Regions from separate parts of the Anas platyrhynchos genome. Here region 2 is linked to region 1. The links are chromatin contacts, called in public Hi-C maps. All regions are on one chromosome and are shown on one strand. Each heading gives the region's core, a stretch centred on a gene start, on an enhancer-like site or on the middle of the called end of the contact. The rest is flanking DNA. Distances are from core to core; before and after follow the strand shown. Region 1 overlaps LOC106017134 (a long non-coding RNA gene). Region 2 overlaps ARHGAP32 (Rho GTPase activating protein 32).

Region 1 (5,347 bases), core at 401-2,900:
TTCCTCCCCGGCTGTTGGGATCTGGGGGCTGCCCCCACAGCAGGTATCTATCGGCAGGGTGCATCGCTGTGTTGTGTCTGTGCCAGAGATCTGCAGCGCAAAAAGCCTGAGGGGTCGCCTGCTGCAGCTGGGCTGGGAGGTACATGTATAACCTGTGTCTGGGTGGGCAGACAGGGCTGGTGGGTAGCAGGGGAAGCTGAAATATTTGGGGTGGTTGCGAGGCTTCAAAAGCCAAAGTCACAGCTTGGATCGAGAGCCCTGCTGCAGGCTGAAGAACTTTGTTTTAAGAGGTAGCCGTGGTGCCAGCTGTGTCCCTGCACTGACCTGAGGGCTTTGTTCCACTGTGTGTGTGCACCCAACTGTACACGTGTGTGTATGTATTTATATAGATATATTTAAAATGTATTTTTTGGGGGGAAAGGAGAGTGATTGTGGAGAGGTAGGCTGGAGATCTCTGGGGCAGGGAGCATGCTCCTGCTGTCCCTAGGCAGATGGGAGCAGCATAGGACAGCTTTTCCCCATCCCTTTTGGTTGGTGCCGTTTTCCCCATCCCTTTTGTTGTTGCTGTTGGCCCCCACAGCCGGGTGCTCCCTCAGATCTGGCCTCTCTGGGCTGAGACCCAGGCACTGCACAGGGTGCGTTGCCATCCCTGAGGCAGTGGTAGGCTGTTCTCACACCAACCCTGCCTTTTGCAGCAGGAATGTTATTCCCGAGGGACTTATGTGTCCCTCCCTCATCAAGCCCTGCTGGCGAGGGGCAGGAGCAGCCTCCCTGTTTGGAGGCTTCCCGCCTCCTGAGCTCATGTTTTGGGGTTTTCCTGCCGTTCTGTGTGGACCCAGTGGATGGATGTTGCCTGCAGCGGGTGCTCAGCCCTCAAAAATGTGGAATGAGAGGCCGAGGCCTGGCTTGTGCCCAGTCTGGTGCTGGGAAGTGAAGCTCAACAAGTGGCATCCTGCGTGCTGCCATCTGCACATGTGGCTGCAGAGCCTCTTGCAGCCGCATGAGCGCTGCTCTGGCAGCTGCTGGACTTGGTGCTTGTGGCTGGGGGTCTTCTGGGTGCATAATCTGGTAATTGTAACAGGGCATCCTTGCCAGATGGAGGATGATGAGGGAGGAACTAAGCAGCACTGCATCTTCCCTGCCTCTCCAGCCTCAGCTGCTGCTTCTGGATGTCTCTTCGAGCATTGAATTCCTCTTTTAACCAGCACATCTGATGATAAGCAAATGCACTGCAGTGTTCCTCTGGGGACAGAGTCCTTGAACAGCTGATGGCTTCTCTGAAAAGCAGCAGTGAACTGCCTAGGTCTGCAGTTTGCCTTTCAGCTTGGCAAGCGGGCTCTGAGCACAGCTCCTGAGCAGCGACAGCTCAGCCCTCCCGGCCGGGCGCTGGGGCTGCAGCGAGCATGGTGCTGGGGAGCTGGGCGCTCAGGGCAGCTTTGGTGGGGAAACAAAAAAAAAAAAATCCAGCCCTAAGGTACCCGGAGTTGGGGACCCGGACAGAAACTACTAGAACGGAACTCGATCCTTTCCAACGGTCTAAAAAGTTGGCTTTTAGCGGTAAATGTGGTTTCACAGTGCCGCCTGGTGGAAGCACCTGGGGAAAATCAGCCCGGTGCCCTCTTCCCCCCCACCTGCGTGTGGATCTCAGCCACGGGGCTGCTGCTCGAGAGCGGCTCTGAAGAGCCGAGAGCCTCCAGCTTTTGTTTTGTTCTTCTTGTGGTGGTGCCAGGAGGGAGGCGGGTGTGCAGCTGGGAAATGCTCCTGGCAGTGCTTGTACACACCGAGTCCTCCCTGGACGTGAGCTGAAACACCCAGCTCATGACTTCTTTGCTCGCTGTGCTGCTGGGAGGATTGCTCCAGGCGATGTCCTTGTTGGCTGGGCAAGCACAGCCTCGGTTTTCATGCGCTTCAGGCCAAAACAAGGAGGGAGGCCGTGCTCCTGGGGCATTGGGGTCAGACCTGCTGTGCCCTTACTCACCAAACGGAGATCTTCTGGCATGGATGTGATGCTCGACCTGAACTTTTTTTTTGTGGCAACTTTTTTTTATGGCTCGCACTGAAGCACAGCATGGTACTGCTTTGGGTGGCCACCTTTCCAAGACTCCCTAGGCCAGATGTTAAAAACCAGAGGTGGTGGCTTGCCCGTGGGACCTTTCCTGCAAGGACACGGGTGGTCAGCTGAAGGATGGGGCTGAGTGCGCTACGTGTAAACCTGGGCTGTGAAGCGAGGCTTCAGGCGTGGATGAGGCTAAGAGAAGGGGCTCAGCAGCCAGCTCACAGGAGCTGTAATAGCCCTCTGTGCTCCTACAGAACAATTCTGGGCCTGCTGCTCCCAAATTACTGCCTGTGCAGCAGGCCAGGCACACACAGCAGCTCCCGGTGATGGTGTCCCACCGGCTCCAGCCTGCGGCAGGGGGGTTTGGCCTGCTGCCCCCAGAGGGGATGGTTAGGTTGGGTTTTATTGCCTGCAGCACTTCTAAATTACATAGCATGTACTGGCTGAAAATACTCCAAAAAGTCCTTCCCTCAATGTTAAAAGCATAGCTCCCTTTAATCATCTTTTGCTGCTAATTAACTGCGCACAAAATTAGTGTGGTACCTCGCATCCCCCAGCGGGCTCTGAAGGCCACCATGGCCAGTGCCATCTGTCAGTGCCAGCTCCACCAGCCCTGCTGGGCAAGGGCCGAGCTATTTCTGCCTGCCCTGGCAGGCAGGGTGAGAAGAAAGGGAGACAAAAAAAGCCCAGGCTGGTTTATTTTTTTTAGGAGCAGTCATGGCCACAGGTGGAGCGGGGCAGATAAGCAGTGGCAGGGACCTACAGTGAGCAATTTCTGGGATAGACTTTGCAAATGAATACAAATCACCTTGTCCTTTGTCTTCAGAGATCCTTGCCCTGTCCCTCCAAAGCATGGCTCTTCAATTTTTTTCATGCTTTTCCATTATTATTAATTAACAATATAGTATAAAAATAATAATGAGGCAGAGGCACAAATACACAAACACAAAGGAATAGTTTTTAACCTGGCTTGATTAATGCTGTCAAGTTGTACATCTGAGTGTGAGCTCAGTGGGACTGTTGCTTTTGTTTAATACCACAAGACACTTCAGTCTGGATTGTTGCATTACAGTACAAATAAAAAACAGAAACAAAACCACATCTGCATCATACAAGGTGAGAAGAATATGAGAATTCTAAATATTTACAGAGGAGGGCAGTGGGGAAACCACAAAAAATATTTACATAAAAATACATGAGCTCGTCGGCATATACATTTTACACCAGTTCACAAAAAAAAGACACTATATAAATTAAAGTGGAGGGATCTCCAAAGGTAACCCAAGACTTTCTGGGACGTTTCTCTCATGCGGCTCAGGGAAAGAAAAACCAAGTCTTCTACAGCAGGAAAATGAACTGCAAAACAACCCTTTTCTCCCCCCACCCCCCCACCCTCCCAACAAACTGGACGAGGCAAGACTGCACACACAGGTATTCTGGCGTACATTTGTTTAAACCAGACCATGCCTTTCAACAGCGGGTTTCCGTAGCACGAGGTTCTGGGAAAAGAGGTGCATGCCTAAGCCGCCTTTAACAAAAGAAAGTAAAACTACTTCTCATCCAGATTTCCTAACACGTAACACATCACTTCTGTCAATGCCCTGTTGACGTACTGAGGAATGGCATAGTACACGTGAGGTTCTGTCCCTTTCTGGGGTTAAAGAGGAACAGCATGTTTTCAGGTTGGTTTTGGTTTTGTGTAGCAACTTACTACCACTGTGCAATCCTTGCTGACCCCTTTCAAACGATGAGCATAAAATGAGGATCTCTGGAAAGACATAGGCACAATGTTGTGGGTCTTTTGTTGTATCTGCATATAGATTTCACCTGATAAGTTTTGTTAAAAAATTAGAAATGAATGCTTTACTTAAGACTTTATAGGGGCTAGGTCCTCATTACTCACCTAACGTCTGCACTCTCCCTTCGCCAAGAAAGGTCTCCTGTGGGTCACACGTTCTGCTCCGAGGTGGAGGTGGAAAACCAGAGCTGGAGTACATTACTGGACCCTAACTCTTCCATGCACTAGGCAGAAACTCAGCTGAAAACTTAGGAAGTGGCAAGTTAAGATGTAGCTAGCTTGTGGCAAGTGTAAGGGAAATATTTAAAAGCATAGCTGCTTGTCATCTAGCTGGAGATAAGCCTAGGCAATAAATTAATCTGAGATGAACTGGCCTTGCAATTAGTTTTATTTATTTGCCTTGCCATCCCTTTGCTCTCTCCCCTTTCTCTGCTAGGATGCCAAGAACTGAGCTACCAACTTACCTCCAGATCATCCACCTTATTTAGACATGTGGTGTAACCTCCCCTCCTTGCACTGAAGCAAAGTGCCCTTTTGTATAGCTCAGCTGTGATTTTGGAAAGATGTAGCTGTTTTGACTTATCATCAATCAGTTAATGGGGATGGAAAAACTCCTTCTAAGGACCATCAGATTCACCACAGTGCAAGAGCAGAACTGCATAGTTCGCTATATGGCTTCGTGTGGGGTGGGCGCGGGCTGACTGCTGCAGATGTTGGCGCTGTGATGTTTGGTGGTGACACCAAAAGAAAGGCGCTCATCTGTCGGACTGTCTGGGAAAAGCTGGTACCTGAACCTTGCCTTGTACCTGTGGCCTACTACTGGCATAGAGAGGTTGGCTTGGGTTCTCTGAGAGCTTGCAGCCCTGGAAATACGCCCCGATGTGGCTGTGCACAGGCCGGGGAGGACGCTGGGTTAAGTTTTCTGCTGTGTGCCTTTTTAAAATGCTTTTTGCTCTTGAGGGAAGGCTGCGTGGAACACCCCTCTAGGAGTACAGATGTGTACTTCCAGGAGCTCTTTCTGAAAGGTGCTGAAAGTTTTTGTTCCCATGGGGGAGAAAGGGTGCTTAGCACCCAGCACTTTGCACGATGCTGTGCGTGGAAGAGCCCAGGCTCGGGCAGGTTTCTGGGGAGCAGAAAGTGTCCAGGGATGGCACTTGGTATCTAAAGGGAGATGGTGGCTTTGAGCAGGAACATCCATAGAGGCATTTACAATAGTGGGGGCCGAGTTCAGCCCCCTGGTAGCAGAAGGACAGTCCTGACTAACATAAGGCCAAAATGGAAGTTAGGAGAGCTGCTGGGGGGCAGGAGCGGGGGTTAAGGCTTTCATGGAGAGAGAGGTTTGACCTACAGCTCTCGGTACCTGAATCCCAAATAGCCTGAACCAGACGTGTTGTCCCTGCTTCAACTGGAGACCTCGGCAGGTACCTGGCAGCTGGGGGGGGCTGTGCTGCAGCGCTTGAGGACTGGTACCAGTCCTGGTGAAGTACGCACCT
Region 2 (4,811 bases), core at 670-3,169, 60 kb after region 1:
TGAAATACAATTAGGAAAAATGCCTGGCACTTACCAGGCACTTAAAATCACCATGTTGCAGAAACATTAGCCTCCTTAACAAACGTAAATACAATACCAGCATTGTGGAGAGCTGAACCCAAGAGAGCTCTGACTGGCTGTACTTATTAGTATCATTTCAATATCAAATACCCATTAACCAATTCATTATGCTCAATACACTGGGACCATCTATATCAGATGTACAGTTACCACATGAATTCATTTCAACCTCAAAACAAAGGGATGTAAGAGGACAACATGTTGCCTTAATGCTTTGCAAGAAATATGTCTTATCGCCAGCCTTACTGTAAAGCCCCGATCTAACCTGCTGGAAACAAAAAGTTTGCTACTCAGTCTATCCTAAAATGCCATTTCCATTTTCTTCTGATGCACTTGGGAAATCCAGGAAAACAAAAGTCCAGATACAATTTATTGAAACAACAAAGAAGAAATGTCTGCTATCGAGTACCTCTACAAAATCAGCGATCAAATTGTTTAAATGCATACAATCTACCAGAGAGGCATCTCAATTCCTTAGTTTCACTTGAACACTTCAATTTTACCTAATGTTAGTTCTGAAAATCTGTAGCGACGTTGTCATGACAATGCCAACACAACACAGTTGTTTTCTGCTATCACTGCGCAAGTGGGCAGACATTAGGGTCATTTACGTTGCCATAAAACTACAGCATGTAACCACATTTCTTTTCTCTCTTATTCGAGCAAGTTCTTTCCTCCGGATCATCGTCAAAGAGGGTTTGGCACACTCTTTGGATATAGCATTCTGAGGCCCAAATTTAAAGCCTGGGAAAAAAAGCACACTTTACATTTAAAAAATCACCAGTCAGGAAAAAAAGAAGCTCATTTATGACACAGACTCACAGCCACTGATACTACAGAGCATCCACATGGCAAGACCCAGACCTGTTAAGCAGTACTCTTAAGATTTGGACTCACCAACCTGAACAAAATCACTTGCAGAAAATCTGTTTGTGAGTCACACATTGGCTTTTTCAGCCACCAGATATTAAAATAATCACAAAATCTTAATAATAAACTATTTCAGCTACATCTACCTTCTGTAAGCAAAGCTAGGGTGTTAGCAAATAGTTACTGCTATCACATACAGTGTTAGACTTGGTTAGGACACCGAGAGACTAATTGTACTTAACGGGCTCTACCTGAGCTCAGCTGGGACTGGTTCAGAGCCTCTGTAACACATGCAGAACCTGGCTTTACACTATCCATCTCCAAATCTGCACATAATTAACGTCGCGTGGGAAGGGGGCAGAGGGACAGACAGAAGGCAAGAGAAAGGACAAAGTTAAATTAAAGTATCTCCTGGAACAAACTGCAGGAGACTAACAGTTTGATTTGTAGAGACAGCAGTTAGAGAAACAGTGCTACAGAAACGCAGACTTCAGTGTCGTGCATTCTAAGGTGTTGCTTTTCTGGCATGTTCTAGACCTGAAGTACTCCTAACTAGCAATGGCTCTGTGCAAAAGTGAAGTGATATGCCAAGGATGAACAGCAAAAAAACATGAGGTGAGCTGAAATAAGCTGACCGAGCACCCAAATTCCAAGGAAACTTGAGCTGCTGAGGATGCAGGTGGGCCCTACTGGTACCCGAGCATCTGGCTTAAGGCTGGCTCAGGTCTGAGCACAGCAGATGCAGTCTAATTCTCAATTCCAGTGCTAACGAACACACAGTATGTAAACACATCACTGCAAACACTTTTCACTTTAAAAAAAGTTTTGAAAAATTCTGTAAAATAGATCCCAATCTAGTTTGGCAAATGCTTGTTGAAGAATCACAGATGTTTAAACTTAGCCGCAACTTGCACAATAGTGGGCTTTGCTAGGGCTGGGAGACTGCCGATTTTGAGCTCATTTTCAGAGGCACTCTGTCCCAGTTTCAAAACCATACTTTGCCCCAAGCCTCCCTATTTAGATCTCAGTTTGTTTTATATGGGGAAGCCAAGGGCCAAAAAAGAACCTCAGAGTCTAAAAACTGCTTCCTGAACACAGAAAGTAACTTCCCCCAACACCAGCAGAGCCTGAACAGGACCCAGAAGCTTTCATACTTAAAAAAAATAATACATCAAGTATCTTCCTAAATTGCTAGTAACAGAAGACATGCAACCATGATCTTTGGAACACAGAAACATCGTAAACAAGAGCTGCCAGTGCAGACCACAGAGCAGAACTTATGCACAGGGGGAAGTGGCACACGATCTCTGGTGGCACTTTGTGCAGAGCGATAGTCAAGTCTCTAATCTCTGTTGCAATTCCATGACTCACAAAGGGACACGGCTGTCAAAGGAAATTAATTTCACATGAAAAACAAGCAGAACCACTAACAAGCCCTATAGCTTTGAGTAGAAGTATTACAGCTGTTCTAGTGGTGAACTCCTCCTTCTCACAAACAGCTTAAAAAAGGGTGGCTGAATGCTAACCTTTCAGGTTCAGTAAGCTGAAATGCGGCTGTTCTTTGTTTTCAAGATAAAAAGGGGGAAAAAAAAGCCACCAAAAACAACAACAACAAAAAACACCCTACTTTTATTATCTGAAGTTAACTATTACTGAACCCTAGTGGGAATGGCATCTCTGAAGGACCCATACGTTCAAGGAGCTGCACCAGTCCCTAATGCGTGTTTGAAGGGAACTCCTCAGTCCTTACCAGTGCCCACTATTCTAACCTCCCAAACTTTTTGGCAGGCTATACACCACTGGATATAGTCAATCCAAGCAATTTTGCCCTCAATCTTAAAAACACTATCCCAGATTAAATACCCCCAGCTCTTGTTGGTTGGCATAGTTGCAGTGGAAGAAGCCACACACAGGCTCCGTGACCCCGTCTGAAACACAAACCCTGCTCTCCCTCTCCTCTTTGAAGTCTCCTCCTTTCTGTTTGGAGAGCATCTGATGATCTGTGCTCATGCTCTGCAAGGTGCTCGGGACGTGAAGTCTGCACCCCAGAAACACGGTGCTTGCTGTCAAAGCACACTCCTCTCTGGAGGAGCCAGTTTCCATGGCACTGGGCTATCACAGCTCCTCCTCGGGGCCAAAAGGCTGCAGGTGTGCACGGGCGTGGGGCAAGTATGTGTACATCTATACACGTACACACATATTCCATATTTATATAAAAATATATACACAATATTTGCATAGCCAATATTAAGACTGATATATGAAATCCAAACAACATCCCTTTGGGAGCTGATATGTGTAAATGAGACCTTTATCATAAAACATATTAAGTCTACGGAAACAGCTTTCAAATTTACTGGCAATAGGCTATTGTTATGAGGTTTAGCTTAGCACTAGCTGGACCTAAATACAAGACCACAGCAGCATGAAGCACGACGCTCTGCCTAAGCAAGCCACCTCCACCTGACTCCCAGTTTTACTTGGGCCATGCTGAAATACCACATATAAACGGCATTTTGTCATCTTTTAGGAAGAAAAAAAAAAAAAAAGAATTTCTGCTTCTGAATATTTTCAAGTTGTAATGTACTTTCAGACCCATGTCAAAAATGGGTGATGGAGAGAAATTAAACTTCTCTTTCTTTCAAATCGGCATTCTCACTTGGTTGCCCAGCACTTTAGAGGGCAATTTCTTGCAGTTGTGGTATTATTGACTCAGAATGATTCTATCAGCTCTCATAGAAAAAAGTTAGAATTGTTTTTTTTTTCTTTTGTTTCCCTGCTGTATTATGTTTTATGTCCAAAGAGCTTTTACAAAGGCACAATGTTAGACTAAAGTTTTGGATCCCTGAATATCCTTCAAAGCAACAGTGCTACTGAATGGCAGGTACAGAAGGAAAAAAGAGAGAGAGACAGAGAGAAAGAAGAAACAAGGAATAAATGAAAACGTACAAGGGGGGAAGTAGCTCCAGGACGCTGGACGGGCTCCGTGGGCAGGGGAGACTGGGAAGGTATAATTAAAAAAAGAAAAAACAAACAAAACAGTTGGTTAAAACATGCACCCATTCCAAATGGGTTAATTTCACACAAAGCTCAGCTAGGCTGTACACAGTGCAACACATAACCAACGACTCAATCCTTCATGTTGTTGGTGCTTTATTCCTTGAACACTTTGGAAATACATTAGGATCCAAGAATTCCCCACCCGGTGTGTCCCAGCTCAAAAAAAAAAAAAAAAAAAAAAAAAAAAAGGCATTTAGTATGTTTGAACTTTTAGCATAAGGCCCAACCCTCCTCAGCAACAGAGAACCGCAGGATTTGTTTGCATTACTCCCAATGCCTGTTAAGCATGTGTCTACAGTTAAGCCTATGTGTAAGTACTTTGTTGAGTCAGGAAGATGCAGTATGTCTTTCTATAAATGGACAATGCCAACCTCTTAAAAACAAACAAACAACAACAAAAAAAAACCTCCCAAATTTGTAAATTTACATTTTGTGAAAATGGGTTCCTAGCACATTCGGCTTTCCTTCATTTCTAGTGGTGCTAAAGCAGACAGCTGCTTTATCTTACATTTTATTTTGCACAAAAAGGAAAACAAAATTGTCTAAGATACATATTTTCCTCTTGACAAAAGGTTTTCTCCCTGAAAATCACCAATTGCAGACACAGCAGAGACTTTGTTCTTAATGCCTCAGCCCCAAGTGTTAGCTTTTTGTTTGGATGAAATTAAGAAAACACAAACTCCAGAAATGACTTCTCCACAGATTAGACCAGTTCTAACCTGGGGTTTAAGCAACTTGGCATTGTCCTGCTTAAAGCAGCAGCTTCTTCCCAAAGAAGCAGCTTTTACACTCACATTGAT

What was found. A called contact is a pair of places that touch in the nucleus more often than the background predicts.
Region 2: a Hi-C map of liver shows a contact between it and region 1, with 1.6 times the contacts expected there. The contact joins two enhancer-like sites. A contact is called at or near these places in 2 of 8 Hi-C or Micro-C datasets (liver and skeletal muscle).

What each region holds. Positions count from the first base shown.
Region 1 is chr25:3,909,596-3,914,942 of IASCAAS_PekinDuck_T2T, forward strand. All of the region lies in intron 2 of LOC106017134 (a long non-coding RNA gene), which reads left to right. ARHGAP32 (Rho GTPase activating protein 32) reads right to left here. Exons shown (of 24, transcript XM_072027728.1): 24 at 3,011-5,347. Among named protein-coding and RNA genes, the nearest start is that of KCNJ5, 77 kb to the left of the region's middle. Within about 2 kb of position 1,651, at least 3 of the 8 cell types and tissues checked have an H3K27ac peak or open chromatin away from gene starts, as enhancers often do.
Region 2 is chr25:3,969,257-3,974,067 of IASCAAS_PekinDuck_T2T, forward strand. ARHGAP32 (Rho GTPase activating protein 32) reads right to left here. Exons shown (of 24, transcript XM_072027728.1): 12 at 3,901-3,951. Among named protein-coding and RNA genes, the nearest start is that of KCNJ5, 140 kb to the left of the region's middle. Within about 2 kb of position 1,920, at least 2 of the 8 cell types and tissues checked have an H3K27ac peak or open chromatin away from gene starts, as enhancers often do.